2 separate regions of the Sus scrofa genome follow, and region 2 is linked to region 1. The links are chromatin contacts, called in public HiChIP or PLAC-seq maps. All regions are on one chromosome and are shown on one strand. The core of a region is the stretch at or near the end of the contact, and the rest is flanking DNA. Distances in the headings are between cores, read along the strand shown. Region 1 overlaps WASF2 (WAS protein family member 2). Region 2 holds the start of WASF2 (WAS protein family member 2).

What was found. HiChIP or PLAC-seq counts read pairs in DNA pulled down with a chosen protein or histone mark.
Region 2: an H3K27ac HiChIP or PLAC-seq map of alveolar macrophages shows a contact between it and region 1. The contact joins the promoter of WASF2 here to the enhancer-like site in region 1. A contact is called at or near these places in 18 of 47 Hi-C or Micro-C datasets (adipocytes, alveolar macrophages, blood and 13 more) and 2 of 2 datasets of contacts at active chromatin or transcription factors (alveolar macrophages and skeletal muscle).

The regions. Positions count from the first base shown.
Region 1 is chr6:84,647,471-84,654,088 of Sscrofa11.1, reverse strand. All of the region lies in intron 1 of WASF2 (WAS protein family member 2), which reads left to right. Among named protein-coding and RNA genes, the nearest start is that of GPR3, 41 kb to the right of the region's middle. Within about 2 kb of position 3,303, at least 9 of the 83 cell types and tissues checked have an H3K27ac peak or open chromatin away from gene starts, as enhancers often do. A contact at or near this core is called in alveolar macrophages and retroperitoneal adipose tissue, where this site is marked.
Region 2 is chr6:84,693,858-84,700,475 of Sscrofa11.1, reverse strand. WASF2 (WAS protein family member 2) reads left to right here and starts at 3,048. Exons shown (of 9, transcript NM_001258444.1): 1 at 3,048-3,231. It overlaps LOC102165025 (a long non-coding RNA gene), which reads right to left and starts at 2,666. Exons shown (of 2, transcript XR_298616.3): 1 at 2,513-2,666.

The DNA of each region.
Region 1 (6,618 bases), core at 2,054-4,553:
CCACAATGGGAACTTCCTTTTCCAGTTTTATTGAAATATAGTTGACGTGTATCACTGTATACATTTAAGGTATGCAGCATAATTTTTTTGTGTCTGTGTGTCTTTTAGGGCTGTACCCTTGGCATGTGGAAGTTTCCAGGCTAGGGGTCGAGTAAGAGCTACAGCTGCCTGCCTGCACCACAGCTATAGCAACACCAGATCCAAGCTGCATCTGCAACCGATACCACAGCTTGTGGCAATGGCAGATCCTTAACGCACTGAGCAGAGCCAAGTATTGAACGTGCATCCTCATGGATACTAGTTGAGTTCGTTACCACTGAGCCACAGTGGGAACTCCCCAGCATAATGATTTGACATCCATCATTTCATATAAATATAAAATTAAAGAAATAGAAAAAAATCTTTGTGTTTGATGAGAACCCCCTGACTGGAAGTTGGTACCTCTTTTTTTTATAATGGCTGTACCCATGGCAAATGGAAGTTCCCAGGGCAGGGACTGAATCCAAGCCACAGTTGCAATCTGCACCATAGCTGCAGCAATTTCAGATCCTATAACTCACTGCTCTGGGCTGAGGATCAAATCTGTGCCTCAGCAGCAACCTGCCGCAGTTGGATTCTTTTCTTTTCTTTGTTGCTTTTTAGGGCCACACTTGAGGAATATAGAAGTTCTCAGACCAGGGGTTGAAAAGGAGCTGCAGCCGCCAGCCTTCACTACAGCCACAGCAACGCCAAATCCAAGCTGGATCTGTGACCTGCACCACAGCTCATAGCAATGCTGGATTCATAACCCACTGATTGAGGCCAGGGATCAAACCCACATCGTCATAGATCCTAGTCAGGTTTGTTACCATTGAGCCATGACAGGAACTCCAAAGTTGGTACCTCTTAATCTTCACCCATTTCTTTCCCTTTCCTCTCTTGCCACCACCTATTTGTTTTCTGTATCCATAATTTTGTTAGTTATGTTTGTTCATTTGTTTTTTAGATTCCACAATAAGTGAAATCATGTAGTATTTGTCTCTCTGTCTGACTTATTGCGCTGAACATAATACCCTCTAGATCCATCCATGTTGTTGCAGATGGCAAGATTTCATTGTTTTATTTTACGGCTGAGTAGTAGTCCAGTGTGTGTGTGTGTGTGTGTGTGTGTGTGTACGTGTGCGTGAGCATACCACATCTTTATCCATTCATCTGTTGAAGAGCAGTTGAATTGCTTCCATATCTTGGCTGTTGCTTCCATATCTTATGCACATGCGGCTCTTAAAAAAAAAAGCCTTTCAGATTGATAGTTTGTAGTATTTCATTCTTTTTTCTTTTTTTTTACAGCCACACCTGTGGCATATGGAAGTTCCCAGGCTAGGGGCCAAATCAGAGCTGCAGCTGAGGCCTAGCACAGCCATGGCAAGAGTGGATCTGGGCCGCATCTGTGACCTACACTGGAGCTTGAGACAATGATGGATTCGTAACTCACTGAGTGAGGCCAGGGATCTAGCCCTCATCCTCACAGACACTATGTCGAGTTCTTAACCTCTGAGCAGCAACGAGAGCTCCAGTTTGGAGTGTTTCAAACCATTCCACTTTGATAAAGTAGGTATTGCTAGAAATTGGCATTAGATTGGGAAAGTAAAATATGTCTGTGACTGAAAGTCATCAGTGATAACATTATAATTTAAGTGGATACATACCAAGGAACTTAGGCAAAGATGGAAGACACAGGAAATATTTTGCATGAATAAATCCTTTGTTGTTGAGCTCAGAATACTTTGCAAACAAAATCTTAGTTTCCTAGCATCTCTCAAGCATTTTTTTTTTTTTAAGTCACCTCAAAGCTGAACTAGAAAGATGAGTTTCCACAGAAAAGAAACTCATGGACTTAGAGAACAGACTTGTGGTTGCCAAGGGGGAAGGGGAGGGAGTGGGATAGACTGGGAGTTTGGGGTTAATGCAAAACTGTTGCATTTGGAATGGATAAGGAATGTGATTCTGCTATTTAGCACAGGGAACTATTATCTAGTCACTTGTGATGGAACATGATGGAGGATAATGTGAGAAAAAGAATATATATATATATATATATATATATATATATGACTGGGCCACTTTGCTGTACAGTAGAAATTGACAGAACACTGTAAATCAACTATAATGAAAAAAATAAAAATCATATAAAAAAAGGAAAGTTTTTTCTCAAATGCTAGTTATCATTAGGTTAAGAACTAGAATCCAGGTTTCTGACTCACAGGTTAAGTGTATTTTCTTTTGGATAACCAGATGGATCCTACTAAAAAAAAAGTGAGCTTAATTTTGGCCATTTAAAAGGCAATTTTGGGGCGTTCCCGTCGTGGTACAGCGGAAACGAATCTGACTAGCAACCATGAGGTTGCTGGTTCGATCCCTGGCCTCTCTCAGTGGATGTGGCCCTAAAAAGCAAAAAAAAAAAAAAAAAATTAAAGGCAATTTTCTATGGAATGGTTGATAATAGAAGAAACCAGTTTTGAAGGTAAAAGTTATCCCCCAGTTTTAGCTTTAGGAGAAGAGCTGTGAAGAGCCTGAAGAGTAATAAAAGTAAGAACAAAAGGTGGTATTGCCCCCAAAAGATAATGGAAAGTTAGGAAATTACCGGATGTGAGTAGTCCTTGATAGATGTACAGTGTGTTCAGGGAGTAAGACACTATAGTTTAGAAGTCCTCTTTCTCTGGGCTACTTTCCCAAAACCGAATTAGGACAAGAAGGACCTTTACATTTATTGAATGTAGGTCCATAGCTGGTGTCGTTCCTTTATGAAACTGGAAATTTCCCCTGGTTTTAGGTCACAAGTAAGCTTTTTTTTTTTCTTGGTTCTCCCAGCCAGATACTTTTCTCTGTCCACCCTAGGAGTTCCATTTGTCTTGCTAGCTCTCTTGGACATTACTCTAGTGACCTAAACTGATTTGTCACTAATTTCTTGTGTCTGGAAGGAGTCTGGTTATAGTTGTAGGTTCAGCCCTTCCCTATATTTCAGTAGGAAGTGGGTGGGTGCTTAGGTCTATAATGAGGCATTCCTCCTTGTGATTGTTGCATGATAGTGAGGACTGCTATAGGTAGCAGTAAATTCATACTCTTTAAACCCTTTAATAGACACTTAGATTGTGTTGTCTGTTGTTTTGAAGTCAAATAATTATTTGACTTTGCATTTGAGATTTTTGAACCCCTATGGAATGCATACTCTTTAACATAGATTTCTCTCTTGATAAGAGCAGAGCTCCTCTTATATATTGTACAACTGGGAAATGCTGAAGTGAAAGCAGAAGTCCTAATTGCCACACACACACACACTATCCCCACATGTTCTCATCCCCTGCTACTGCTGATCAGCGTTTTGGGGGTATGTTTCAAAGAGGAACTGCCTTGAGAAGCATTTCTGTTGTTATGGTTATTGCTGTAGCTCAGATATACTTGCTTTTGGATGTGACCGTAGAAATCTGCAGGTGTTATCAGTGACCTTGGCTCTTAATGAAAGTTTGTTTATTTGTTTATAATAAACAGCTAGTAATGAATACCACTGCCAGAATGAGCAGTCATCTGCCTTCTGTCCTGGAAATAACAGGAATTCAGAGGGTAGTGTACAGATGAGTGCATCTGCTCTCTCACATGCAGCCTTCCTTTATCACCTTCTTCCACCCTCCCAACCCCTACATCTCACCTCACCTCACTCCTGCTGCAGGCTGTTTGGAACAGAGTTGAGTTCAGAGTGTAGGCTACATGAAGAAGTCTCCTTTTGGCTTTACACTGACCAAGTGTGATATATAAATATTCCATGGTAACTTCAGATATACAGATTTGTAGAATCTTAACTGTTTGAAGGGACCTCAAAGAACACCTTATCCTGTTTCCAGTTCAAAGCATGAATCCCATCTTGCTACTGGCGGTCTAGACTGGTCAGTATACTTCCAGGCCATGACTAGGAAGGGATGCCTGAAATCTTTTATTTATTCTCGGATTCATTCTCAAGTCCCTTAGGCTGAAAGTATCCAGGGGTAAAGATGGAGGTTGCTGCTGAGTCTGGCTGGATATCTGGAGCTGGTCCAAAGCCAGTCTTGCCTTTGGATTTCTTTGGGTAGCCAACTCCCAGATTGCTTTGGGAGGCCCCAGAGTGCAAAGGGCTCTGTCTGGAATGTCCCTTTTACCATTCTGGATCCTGCCGGTCTTGGTAACTAGATGAATCTCGATTTGGAGCAAGGTTTGATTTATGGCCATGATCCATCCCCTCTCTACCGGCTCTAGACGTGTATCTGGCCTTGTGTTCAGAATACAAGTGGCTGTTGGCCAAGTGAGGAGGTTATGGCAACTTAGGTAGAAGCAAATCCAGGAATTTTAGAACCTTACTTAAAGATCATCTAGTTTAGTTCCTTTATTTTGCACATGAGGAAACTGAAGCCCAGAGTGAGATTTAAATCATTATGATTTAGAAAGTGTTGTAGAAGTCATCCATTGTGACCTCTCAACATCTTATAGGCTAGGAATCTCTTCTCATAGCTGGTCATCCAGAAGATGGTACTAGGGAACTCCTAACCTCTGAAGAGAAACTACTCTCATATAGGACAGCGCTAATGAAAAGGAACTGACTTTATCAAAGTCTCCTTACCTGTAATTTTTGTCATCTCAGTGGTTTTAATTTAATTCCTCTCCTGTGTAACATCCCCCAAGGTAAGACCTTCTCAGGGCCCCAAATTAGCAGATATCGCTATATCATGTAATTTCTCTAATCAAAGTAAAGTATAACTGAATCATGAGCTTTATTGATTCTATAAAGACAGGGCATTCCACTTTCATGTATCCCAGAACTTTTTTTTTCCTGCTAAGAACAACTGCTTTCTCGGTTTTCTTTACTTGCTCTTCATTATTAGAACTAGCGTTTAGCTCTTTTCATATTGCTTTGTTTATTTTTTGCTTTTGTTTTTTAAATTCAAATATAGTTGATTAACAGCATTGTATTATTTTCTGCTGTGCTCTTTTCATAATACTTGTAGTAAAGAAACATACATTTTATTACTTTGTGAGTATAACTGTACAGAACTATCAAGAGAGAACTGAGGATAGGGTTAAAGGGTTGAACCCACCCCTGCAACCTGTCTGGTTTCTCAGTTCATATTTGCTGGCTCTGGTGGGCCTCCATTTCTATCATCTCTTTCTTGGCCTGGGAAGAGTTTTCCAACTGGTCTTCTTACCTCCACACTTCTCCTGCCTAAGTAAAACTTCTCTAATTCTGTTAGAATGATTTGTCTAAAATGTAGATTTGACCATGTCATTTCCTTAATTCAGTGGTTCCTCAACACTCAGTGCTCCACAGATTTTCTACTCAATGACAACTGATGAAGAGGAACTTTTCTCAACTGGATTTCCATGAGAGAATTAAACCCTAATGCCGTTAGGCGTCCATTGTATGTAACATATTAACTTTTCTCCAGTACATCTGGAATGGTGCTTGTTATGTATACTCTTGAGGAGAATTGAGAAAATAGTCACTCTAATCATTTTCTTTGTTCTGTGGTTCAGATGAGGAACTCAGTATAAAAGAGAGGAGGAGTTCCCATCGTGGTTCAGAGGAAACGTATCTGACTAGCATCCCTGAGGACACAGGTTTGATCCCTGGCCTTGCTCAGTGGGTTAAGGATCTGGTATTGCCTTGAGCTGTGTGTAGGTTGCAGATGTGGCTCAGATCTGGTATTGCTGTGGCTGTGTCGTAGGCCTGCAGCTACAGCTCTGATTGGACCCCTAGCCTGGGAACTTCCATATGCCGCAGGTGTGGCCCTAAAAAGACAAAAAATATATAATAATAATAATAATAATATAATAAAAGAGAGGAAGAGAGGGAGAATGTATATTCTTCAAGGGGTCCAGAAGCATAACTGGGAGCAGCCTCCAGGGGAAAAAACCCACAAATTTCGTTGAAGTCTAGCGTTTCATCTTTTTTTTTTTTTCTTTTCTTTTTTGGCTGCCCCATGGCATATGGAGTCCGCCCCCCCCCCCCCATCAGGATCAGATCTGAGCCACAGTTGCGACTTATACCATAGCTGAGGCGATGCCAGATCCTTTACCCCACTGTGCTGGGCCAGGGATTGAACCTGCGTTCTGGTGCTAAAGAGATGCTCCTGATCACGTTGTGCCACAGTGGGAACTCCTCATCTTTAAACTTATGTGAATATTGCATTCTATTACATAATATGTCCATGGTTTAAAATGTTTTAAGATATTTATCAATGAATAAAGTTGATTTTACAACATTTGCCTAAGGTCTGTGGAACTACAAATTAACTACCTTTTTTTCTTAGCTCTGTAGTGGACATTTTATATGCGTTATATTATTTAATGTCTCCAGGAAAATTGTCTAAGATCACACAGCTACTAAAGCATCAAGAGTTAGGGCACTAATTCAAGTATGTCTCAACTCTACAACTTGAACCTGAGTTGAGTCAGTAGCCTTGGAAGACTTTGCCCATTTGTAAGTTTATCTTCACTGGAATGTAGGATTTTTTTCTTGGTCAAGTTAGTATTGTGATTCATATCATGCACAATTCCATATTTCTCTGGCAGAATACAACTAACCTTGATTATCCAGAAGAAAAATGAGCAGTGATG
Region 2 (6,618 bases), core at 1,799-4,298, 47 kb before region 1:
TTTCAGGGACTGTCAGAAAAAAACAGAGACCCTTGGAGAACAGCCCCACTTTCAAAGCCAGGTTCCCGCCCCTGCAACACCTTATTTGTTTGGACCCTGGGCCTGAGCTCCACCCTCCTTCCCCAATGCCACTATCCCTGTTGGCCTAGATGCCTTCCACACTCTTTCTCTTGGCCTGCCACGCTTCTCCTACCACCACCAGGAAGCCTTCACTGACCTCGCCCCACTCCCTGACATTCACTTTCATATACACATTGTACTTTGCCTTCTGGTTCCTTATCACAGTTTTTCCTTTTCTTTTCTTTTTTTGTCTTTTTGTCCTGTTAGGGCCGCACCCGCGGCATATGGAGGTTCCCACGCTAGGTCTAATAGGAGCTGTAGCCACCGGCCTATGCCAGAGCCACAGCAACGCCAGATCCGAGCTGTGTCTGCGACCTACACCACAGCTCACGGCAATGCTGGACCTTTAACCCACTGAGCGAGGCCAGGATCGAACCTGCAACCTCATGGTTCCTAGTCGGATTTGTTTCCACTGCGCCATGACAGGAATTCCTACAGTTTCTAACTATATTTTCATTTGTCTGATCATTTAACAACTTGCTTCCTCAACCAAACTGTAAGCTCCATGAGGGTCTCTGAGTCTGGTTTGCTCACCAACGTAGCTGCAGCCCTGGCAGGTTGCCTTACCCATGGTCGATGTGTAATAATTTTTTATTGAATGGATAAATCCATGAATGAATAAATAGCTATCAGCACTTTACACACATGACTCATTAATTCCACAACTAACTCACTGAATCCTCACAACTGCTCTGTTGTCCCCATTTTATTTTTTTATTTTAATTTTTTTTTGGCTGCTTCCATGGCACGTGGCAGTTCTCGGGTCAGGGACTGAACCTGCACCACAGAAGCAACCTAAGCCACTGCAGTGACAACACCGGGTTCTTAACCTGCTGCACCACAAGCAAACTTCTTGTTATCCCTGCTTTAGAGAAAAGGCGGATGAGGCCTAAAGCGAGAAAGTGGTGGAGCATGGATTCAATCTTAGGTCAGTCTGCCCGGATTTTGACCTCTGCACAGCACCTGCTGTCTCCTACACCCGATGGCCAGTGTAAGGATTTAAATAGCCATTGGTTGGGAGTTCTCTTGTGGCGCATTGGGTTAGGGACCCAGCATTGTCATTGCAGCAGCTTGGGTTGCTGCTGTGGCGTGGGTTCAATCCCTTGGCCAAGGAACTTCTACATGCCATGGGTGTGGCCAAAATAAAATAGTCACTGGTTGTCAGACCACATGTCCCAATTTGAGCCTGGAGGTCACTGACTCAGCGGGCACTGGGGCTTTGTCGGCACCACCCACTTGGTGGTTTTTGCCCTTCTAAAGTCTTAGACTACTTCCCTTCCCACTCCTTTTTTGGCTTCCTTCCTTTCTAGAGAGGGAAAGACTAGGAATTATAGCCAAGGCAGCACAGCCCTTCTGAGAAAAACAATCTTACAGTGAAAAGAGCCCTGTTCTGAGAGCAGAGACCTGGACTTAAGTCCTGGCATGGAGATGCCCATCTTGGCGCTCTGTGTCCTTGTTCGGGATTTTTTTTTTTTTTTTTCTTTTTTTTTCTTTTTAGGGCCGCACCCGTGGCATATGGAAGTTCCCAGGCTATGGGTCAAATCCGAGCTGCAGCCACTGCCACAGCCATAGCCACAGCAACACGGGATCCAAGCTGCATCTGCGGCCTACACCACAGCTCATGACAACACCGGATCCTTAACCCACTAAGTGAAGCTAAGGATTGAACCTTCATCCTCATGGATCCTAGTCAGGTTCGTTAATCACTAAGCCACAAAGGGAACTCCCTTTGTTTGGGATTCTGCCTTAGCTGACCCATCTGTCATCTCTTTCATCCCTGGCTCACTTCCTGCTTCTGAGGACCCCAGAAACAGCTCATGTGCACCCCTAGGATCACTTTTCCCAGGAACCTTGGTGATTAACAATAGCTGGGGGGTGGACTGTGCCTAAGTCTATGGTAGCCAGAGAGATGGGAGACTGGCCAGGCATCTTCAAGACCCTCCCTGGAATGCTACGATGTTGGGGAGGGAAGTCTTTTTCAGGAGACACCAGTCCCAGAAGGGAGAAATACATGAATGGAAGCCAAAAGATACAGGTTTGAGTCCCAAGGTCGTTTCATATCCTCTGGGTGACTCAGGGTAAGTCATGGAGTTTTCCGTTTTCACTTCTGCAAACCGAGGACAGTATCTGCCTTACACAGTTGCTCCAGAATACCTAAATGAGGTTCCTTTGCTAACCTGTTAATTTGTCATCTCGATATCCAGCCAGCAACCTTTTATAATCGATAAGACACACATATTCCCATTCATGCATGAATCCTTAACAAGCACTCTAGAACACGAGGCAGACATGACTACTCCTATTTTGCGGAAGGACAAACTGAGACCCAGATAAGTTCAGAGTTGTCTGAGGTAACAGAGTGAGGTGGCGGCTGAACCAGGGTCCAACTCACCTGACCCTGGCCTTTCAGAACCAGCTCCCAGTCACAGGACCCCGGGCCTCGCCCCGGATGAATCCCTTAGCAGCGGGCTGGAGTCTATGACTCACTCTCCCCACCCTTTTTTCTGCCCCGCGGGAGACCCGGAGGAAAGTGTCAAAAATATCTGCAACTTGAGGGGTGGCTACAGAAAGTTCATGGGCCTGGCCCCTTCCTTCCACCAGAGATTCTGGCTCTTTGAACTCTAACAAAGAGGATTAGCCATTTGATACACTTTTACAAGGTTTTACATTTTCTTAGGTGGGACTCTCCTACTTCGAATTTAGGAATTTTTTTAAGTTTAAAATCCACCCCCACTTCATTTGGTTTGCCCCTTGCTGTTTACTCCGATTGCGGAAGTAGCTCGGGTGGAGCTCCCGGGACTGTACTATTGAGTACGTCGTTTGCGTAGCTATTTAACTGACATTCCACTCGGGCCAATGGAATACCCGGAAGCCCCCGGCGGGTGGGGCAGAGAACCAATCAGGGCGGTTGGCGGGGTGTGGCCGCATCCCAGGGCGGGGAATCGCGTAATGGCGGACGCGTGCCGGGTGATCGCGGCTGGGGGCGTAGCGCGCTGAGGGGGGGGGTCTGGCTGTGTGGCAGCCGGCGGGGCGGCCTGCGAGAGCAGACCCCGTGCAGAGAAAGGCGGCCGGCCAGCCCCTCCGTCTCTGAGGGCGACCGCACGATACAAGGTGAGCAACAAGTCCCTGCGGGCGGGCCCGGCCCAGAGGCGCCGGGCCGACCTGGCCGCCCCTCCCAAGCCGCTCTGTGTCTCGGGGGAGTGGGTGCCGCGCCTCCTGTCGCGGACCGGCAGAGGCCGGGGGAGCGGCAACGCGGGGTAGTGTCTTGCCGTACACTCCTCCCTCCCCCAGGAGGAGGTGTCCCGGAGATCCCCTCGTGGGCTTGGAGGGGCCTGTGAAGCTGAGAAGTGCCCCAAGCTGACTTGGCTCTGCCACCAACTCGTTGTATGACCTTGGGCAAGTCACTTCCCTCTCTGGGCCTCATTTCCCCCATTTGTAAAGCGAAGCCTTTGCAGGCAGATGTGCAAGAGTTGGATCCCAGACATTGTCCGAGATATTGGGCAAGTTCTTCCCCAGGTGGAGCCTCAGTTTCCATCTCAGGGCCCTGAAGGCACTGAGGTGCTTTTTGAGATTTTAGGCCTAAGTTGCAGAGTGGCAGGGAGGTGTGTGTGTGTGTGTGTGTGTGTCTGTCTGTCTGTCTACAGGATGGTCTGCAGAGTAAGGAGAAGAGTTGGCTCCGGGGGCCCATCCAGGAAGGGTCTGGGTAAACCCAGATTATAGTGGGGTGGAGTGTGCTTGTCTTGGTCCTCCAGGATCCTAGAGCCTTTGAGATGGGGAAGTTTTATATAGGTCTCCATAGAGACAGAAGAGGAAGGAATCCTTGGAGCCTCTTGGGGTTTTGATTGAAATTTAGGCCCAAAAGAGTTCAGGTGGACTAGGAGGAGGAAGGGGAACATTTATGGTGCTCCTACTATGTGTCATACCTGGTTTAGGCATATGTTCTTATTTAATTTTTACAGCTACCCTTGAGAATTTGCACATAAGGAAACTTAAATTTCAGAGGAGTTAAGTAACTTGCCCAAGGTCACACAGTAAAGTGCAATGCTTACCAACACGAAGGTGTTTCCTTTGAGAATCATTGAGCCAGGGAGAATTCACTGTCCACTTAAAGGAAGTTTGCTTTGTCACACATTGGGGGAGAGGTCGGGTCCTAGACACTTGAACTGACTTTTGAAAAAAAAATTCATTTTACTGAAGTATAGTTGAGTTACTTGAATTCTGGCATGGGGACAGGCTGGGTCTTGATCTCTAGACAGTAAATTGTAACCCTTTGTTCAGCCTGTGAGTTGAAAAGGACCATTTCTAAATTGTAAAAGTCACATTGAAGTGTGTCAGAACCTCAGCAAACTCAGTTTGAATCCTTGCTGTGTGGCCTGTACAAGAAAGTTCACCAACTATTGGTGCATAGACTTGATTCTCAATTCAGAGTTGATGCCAGGCTAGTAACTTTTTCTTTTCCCCAAAAAGGCCACGTTTTCCTGGGATGGATGAAATTCCGTATTTGTTAGTGCAAATTTCTTTTGATTGCCAGGGTGAAAGTTTCAGTAGCCGGACTCTTGATTAAGTGAAATGCTCCTTTATTTGTGCTTCCTGTTATTTGACTTCTAGATGATGAAAATTGTGGACCTAGAGTGGGTACTATAAATTGCAGCCCGAAATTTTTCCAAGCCTCAGAGCTTTTGGTTAATCAAAATGGTAGGACGGCAGTGTGTATTGTACTCATATGTCAGTGGTAGGGAAGAAAATTGGAAGAGGAAGTTGCTGAGAAAGAGGGCGTTTCTTAGCAGTGGAGCCAATATGTATTTCTTTGTTTGAAATTCTAAAACCAGAAAAGCAGCAACTGAAGGAGGAAGGAAGGAAAGAACTCTGAAACTCCTCTTCCCGTTGAAATACCTTTAGACTGTCCCTGTTACTGTCCCGTCTGAGGCTCTGCTTTCATGGAAAAAGTCAATTGTAATTTGTTCAATGTTCAGAAGTTGTATTCTAGAATGAAAGAATTTTAAATCTTAAACCGTCTGATTTAATGAAAAAAAATCAGAACACCTTAGTGAATACGTTACTTATCAGTAGATGATTCTTTTTCTCAACATAATTACCAGTTGTGGTCTTTGGGTTTCTTTTTTTAAAAAACTGATTTAAATTAGTGAATTGCAGGAGTTCCCCTGTGGCTCAGCTGTAATGAACCTGACTAGTATCCACGAGGACGCAGGTTCAATCCCTGGCCTCTCTCAGTGGGTTAAGGATCCGATGTTGCCGTGAGCTGTGGTGTAGGTTGCAGACGCGACTCGGATCCCATGTTGCTGTGGCTGTGGTGTGGGTCAGCAGCTACAGCTCCAATTCAACCCCTAGCCTGAACTTCCATATGCCTTGGGTGAGGCCATAAAAAGGCAACAACAACAAAATGAGTGGATTTCAACCTAAGAGGAATTGATCTAGGTATTGGATGATGCAGATATCACCATCACTTGAAAAACATGTAATGGTGTGTTCGGTTTTTGACATTTGTTAGAAGTCTTTATAATGCTTTATTTTTATGGGATTGTCTGTGTTAATAGTTAAGACATTGAATTTATTGCTTGTGAAAATCTACCCATTCAGTCTCTGTATTAGTTATATTTTCTGTATAAGATTTAATCTTAATTACTGTACCAGCCTACAGTACCTTGGGATCAAAATAAAAAAGTTCTTGAGGCCAAATGTGCTTCTGAATTGAGAATTTTTTGGATTTTAGAAAAGGAGTATGGTGCATGTTCTATATGTCATCTAATATCCCAGAGAGGTGTAGGGCAGCAGCTGCATTATTATTTCTGCAGTAAAATGTCAGACTGTTCACAGGAACTGCAGTAAAAACCATAAATAGCCTCATGTCATTTCACATCAGGATTTGTCACCAAATAAATAATGAGAAACTTTTTTATAGCCCTTTGGATTTTGGAATTGAAATTAAGGGATTCCGGACTTTTATGGGTGAAACATACAATGACAAGAACAAGGACAGATTTTGTAAACCAAGCTCTATTTGAGTCATCAGTCCTAAAAATAGTATCAGAAGACACTTTTCTTCTTTTGTTTCATGTGACAGTCTTGTTGTATTTTGGCTGCACCTGAGACAGGTGTAAGTTCCCTGGCCAGGGATCAAACCCACGCCACAGCAGCGATCCAAGCCCCTGCATTGAAAATGCTGGATCCTTAACCCACTGTCACATAAGAGAACTACTCATGTGACAGCCTTATTCTGATTATGCCAATATGCATTTTTCCGTAAGTACCTAATTTTACCTTTTAATACCATCATTGGTCCCTATTTTAGATGTTTGAATGACACCTTGCTCTCTTTAAAAAAAAAAAAATTATTTATTTATTTATTTATTGGTCTTTTTGTCTTTCAGGGCCGCACCTGCAGCACATGAAGGTTCCCAGGCTAGGGGTTGAATCAGAGCTGTAGCCAATGGCCTATTCCACAGCCATGCCAGATCCAAGCCTCGTCTGTGACCTACA